2 separate regions of the Gadus morhua genome follow, and region 2 is linked to region 1. The links are chromatin contacts, called in public Hi-C maps. All regions are on one chromosome and are shown on one strand. Each heading gives the region's core, a stretch centred on a gene start, on an enhancer-like site or on the middle of the called end of the contact. The rest is flanking DNA. Distances are from core to core; before and after follow the strand shown.

Evidence for each region. A called contact is a pair of places that touch in the nucleus more often than the background predicts.
Region 2: a Hi-C map of heart shows a contact between it and region 1, with 4 times the contacts expected there. The contact joins the promoter of ubxn4 here to the promoter of rmp64 in region 1. A contact is called at or near these places in 2 of 6 Hi-C or Micro-C datasets (gill and heart).

Annotation. Positions count from the first base shown.
Region 1 is chr20:9,783,187-9,785,790 of gadMor3.0, reverse strand. rmp64 (ribonuclease MRP subunit p64) reads left to right here and starts at 1,288. Exons shown (of 9, transcript XM_030342606.1): 1 at 1,288-1,526; 2 at 1,702-1,856; 3 at 1,976-2,064; 4 at 2,208-2,342; 5 at 2,462-2,539. The coding sequence starts at 1,442. It overlaps rab3gap1 (RAB3 GTPase activating protein subunit 1), which reads right to left and starts at 1,316. Exons shown (of 25, transcript XM_030342601.1): 1 at 1,230-1,316.
Region 2 is chr20:9,956,489-9,959,092 of gadMor3.0, reverse strand. ubxn4 (UBX domain protein 4) reads left to right here and starts at 1,296. Exons shown (of 13, transcript XM_030343278.1): 1 at 1,296-1,529; 2 at 2,127-2,229; 3 at 2,593-2,604. The coding sequence starts at 1,448.

The sequences.
Region 1 (2,604 bases), core at 39-2,538:
GAAAAACCGCAACAGGCTGCCCGTTGGGAGGGAAATCATAAACAAAAATCATGTTTTGCCACCAGTGTTAAGTGATAAGAGAGTAAACAATCGTACGACAGTGCATCTAATTCAGAGGGACAGAAAGTCCCCGAGACAGGATAGAAGGGGATGCCAATGCTATACCTTTTTTGTGATCCTGCTATCCCATATATATTTAATTCTGCAGGGGTTGTTGTAGCCATGTCACCATTCGTATAAATGGCATTCGTAAAAATAATCTGCCTTTTTCTAGTTTGAGGAGGCAGTAGGAACGTCCGAAGTAGGAATTCTAATACATCGGACAACATAGGCTACATATGCAATAGATTGTATTGTTTTGTTATTTTCATTTACACATGAAATAAATGTCATCCCAAAAGTTTTTGATACATTAATTAATTGCGCAACGCGAATTAATAGCCAATAATGTGGAAATAGCATGTCCGCAAACAAACGTATTCACAAATAGGTTTGCCTAAAGTGACCAGCAGAGGTCCCCGCATGATGCCAAATTATTATTCACCATTACAAAATAACTTTATATTCTTTAACATGATCAAGCTAATGTATCAGTCCTAAAGTCCTAAGCCTACATAGCTGTAGTTTGAAATGCTACTCTATATTATTGAATAGTGGTATGGCCCTGGTCCTGGTAAATTATGGTTAATCTGAATGCAATGTCTTTGACCTCACAGGGGCCAGTTCTACACTACAAGATACAAGTGACAAGAGCTGAACTTAAACTACAACCTCATTCCTCCGAACCCCAGTGTTCCAAACTCATCTGCATTTTTACATATTTAATCAAATAAATGTAACATTCTTTGCAAAGCAAAAAATTGACCAAAAGTCTTGGACCATGTTATAAAAATTGCTTCAATCACTCATAATCAAACTCATACTTATTTGAATAGGCAATGCCTTATAACGAATATTCTAAGAACAATAATTGTAAAATGTACACAACATTTACTAACCATTCACTTAATTGATATGGAAGATATTTCTGAAGAAGATAGTAAAAGGAGTGATGTAGTTAACAGAAATTAAAATACTGCTTCCATGCACCCAGTGTGCTGGTCAATTGGGTCTGAGCAGGGCCTTAGAGAGAATTATCTCTATCATTTTGGGTCTGAGTATTAACCACGTATCCTGCACAATAACCTGCTCACACGTCACACCTGCCGCTCCGCCTTTTAATGCCGTACCTCTTCATCTACCCATCGGTCTTCCTCTTGACGCACTGCTTGCTCTTTCTGTCCCTTTCCCTTTCCCTGTGGCCGTCCCTCCAGTTTTCTCCTGTGTTGGGTCTTGGCTGAATGCTTTATACAACTACGGTACCTTTAAGGACGCTGACGTAACCATTTGCTGGATCGTGATAGGCTTATTGAGTTCCGCTTGCCCGGCTTGAGCAAACAGCATGGCGGAGGAACTGTGGAATAAAGTAAACATTCCTTTTCCAAGTGCTGCTTCTTCTGTAAAAATAAATCCAAGAATCTTAGAAGGTATTTATTTTTTCTGAATCATGTATGAATCCATCTGAATTTGACAATGTAAACAGCCGTGGCACGTGTGCTTTTTGTTACCCACGAGGCTATGACCTATGTAAATAACTTGCAGTAGTGTGTGACAATACGTTTTTGTTTCGTTGTTTAATTTGAAAATACTTTGCATTTGTAGATGCTGATATTAGATGGCTGCTGAAGAAAAACGACACGGTCCTTGGTTTGCTCAAAAGCCACATTCTTCAAACGGAGATCCGAGTTCTTTATGAGCTGCTGTTCACTTGTAAAAACAACCATGGGACAAACCTGACGTTTCGGGCTTTAAAGCAGGTAGGACAGTGATTCGACGCTTAGTGTTCCGTACACGGGCTTAGATGTGCATTGTAATAAGTGGCGAGATCGGAGGGAAGCAACATTAAACATGCATTGTTGTTATTTTTGTCCCAAAGGTTGAACAGTGTATCAACAGACTGAAGGAGATGAAGCTTGATGCCGCCCTCCTAAATCTTGCAGACTGTTGTGCAAGCAGGTTTAAAAGGTATTTGGCCAGTGTGATGGATGACTGCACCAGTTTCTTCAGACTTGACAACGGTGGAGCCGATGTAGTTACCCCTTTTCCTGATCAGCTGTATTGTTATTTTTGCGGAACATACTTGAAATATCTTTGTGTTTTTTTTGTAGCAAGATCTACCCCGCAGCGGCTTCGTGTGTTAGCTCATGTCCCAGTCAGCCCATGCTGGAGTGGGTCTCTCTCAAGGTCCTGGGAGCTGCCCGGCTATTGGCCTGCGTAATGGATTACTGCAGCAGATCATTCACGTATCCTTATGGGCTGTTGAGCAGCATTTGGGGTGTATGCATTTGTATCTGACCTATACTGGAATTCCAAAGGTTTTATAAAGGTTGCTGCCTTAACTTCTATCTTCTATCACGGATAGCCGTGCAAGGCAGCAGCTTAAACAGGACGAATTTATAGTCCTAAGTGTGGTAATCACCGGCATGGTTAGTCGTCTATGGTGAGTGCATCTACATTTTATCTATTTGTATTTATTTGTAATAATAGCATAATTCTATTTTATTT
Region 2 (2,604 bases), core at 47-2,546, 170 kb before region 1:
GTTTGTAATAAACCAAACCGTTTTTAAATCGGTTGAAAATTTAGCAAGTTATGGTTGTTTAAAAAGTACAGAAATCACTACCAACACAATAGCTGCGTTTACATGGCAGATCTATGCCGCATAGATTTCTATGCGGCATAGATCTGTTCCTAAAATGTGTTCCGAATGTACTGTATACATGGCAGTAACAAAAGTGTCCGTTATGTCTCTCGCGCACACCTGACACGTCTCTGGACCGGCGGCGACATAATGGATGTCTTATCACTATCGGGGATTTTAAATTTGATTTTAATGAAAGCACAGCAGGAGGGAGCTTTTCTCTGCCTGCTCCTTCAATTAAGAAGGAGGAGGACAGCGCAGCAACGTCAATTTAGTCATTTACAGTTATCTCGGATGCGCGCGGACACCTCATTAATAAACACCCATGTCCCGTCGCTTAGCAACCGGACACGCTTACCGGACTACTTTTACGGAGTGATAACAAAGACGTGAATCAGGCAATAAATCCACTTTCCTTGACAGCGGTGAAGTTCGGTGTGCTTAAAAGTACCGACGGAGCTCAGTGGAATTGCGAACTACTGCGGCTGCTCTAAGTTAAACCCCAATCTATGCGGAATAAGTGTATACATGGCGATTTAAAACGGACTACACCACCTATTCTATTCGGCATAGAATCTATGCCGAACAGATAAATGTATTCCGAATGAGGCGTATACATGACCATTTTCTATGCCGCATAGAAATCTATGCGGCATAGATGTGTCCATGTAAACGCGGCTAATGTTATGGCTGAGCAGCTTACTGTGGTAAGATGGCCGCCAGTGGTGACGTTCTAGACGCCGCCGTAGGGCATATATCTATGGCTAAAACGACTGCAATACCAGGTTTGCCGCTGAGCACTGGTGGATTGCGGAAGTATGCACTGTTCCTGGGGGCTTCACACTTCCGTGTATGGTGAAACGGTCTTGATAAACAAAAGTTGTAGACGATATACTTCCGTTTCATTATTTTGGACTTCAATGTAAAAGCTCAAATTGTATGACGAAATGTAGCTGATAAACCTCGGAATGAATAAACCGATGGAGATTTTGTGGGAATACAACACGCTAGAATTATGATCATATGTATTGTTTGAAGGCGGAGAGAAGCTGTTAATAATGATAATCAATCATCATAATTAAGGGTTTACAATTTTTTACTTTGGAGTCTTAATGTATTTGTCATATTTGTGTTACCTGATTGCAGTTCAATGGACACAACATTTATGGGAATACGTTTGAGCTTTTAATTTTGAAACCAGCATATACCGGAAGTCCTATATATACTGCGGAGTAGACGTTAGCTGTATGTTCTCGGTTAGCGTCAGTAACTTTGACTTGGTTTTAAAGATTAATGTAACTAGTCAGTGGGGTTAAAGACAAAGAAAGAGACAACATATTCTACAAATATGCGTTGGTTTGAAGGCTCCATTCCTGCTGCCATTGCCTCCGCCAAACAACAGAGTTTGGTGTTTGTCGTTGTGATCACAGGTATGTTTCTAGATGTTCTAGCTAGCTATAGTGTCCAGCGCAGCACACAGATTAACGATGTTTACCAGCTGTCACCCTTTAATACACAAACACTTTAAAGAAATGACAACTGGCGTGCTATTGTTGCTTGCGTTATAGAATATAAGACATATCAACGAGTTCCCAAGCTATGCGTTTGCTTCCTATGACTACACTGTTACACAGAGCCGTGTCATCCAGAAATGATAGGAACGAAACTTTAAATATCAATGGAGTTTGGCTTTAGAGTCATGGTCCTGCAATTTCTTGGCTTCTATCCCCGGTAGACCCGTGCATGACTTGTACATCCACGTCATGAACAGGGCGACCCTCTATTATGTAGTTGGATTTGACCATTTCCGATCTTTCATTAACCAGCTTTTTCCACGCACGAACAATAATATCAGCCAGCAATAATACCATCGGCATTCATCCCACTCTCTGATTTCTATCCGTCTGTAAACATACAATCTCAAAAATGCAATGCCATATAATTGTGGTGGTCTAACCTTAGTGGAGTTGGTATGGAGACAATATGATAACACAATTGTTTCTCGGAATTCCTCACACCTCCAAAAGGCGAAGATGAGCAGTCCGCGCAGTTGCAATCGAGCTGGGAGGAAGACAAAGTGTCAGAAGCGGCACATAATTGCTGTGTGGCAATAAAAGTGGATGCAAAGAGGTATGGAAGTACATGTGAAAGAATCACATGAAGACTTGCTGCATGCAGTCTCCAGTGAATACTTCCTTCAGGACTGTTAACTGAATGTAAATTAGCACTTCAGGATGAGTAGAGTATGCACATTTGCCTCATGATGTATAAAGAGCGGTTGATATTGTAATAGACGGTAAACCCACAAGCATTACAATGTGTATATTTCTGAGAAAACATTAACGTTTCAACATTCAGAATGTATTGACACTAGTTGTTTGATAGTTTTTATGTGTTCAAAGTATTTGACCAATACAGCAGTTAAATCTGAATATAACTTGAACAAAAATGTATGCAACTTTGGACTTTCTGACTCTGCTTTGTCTTTTGCAGTGAGACATGCAC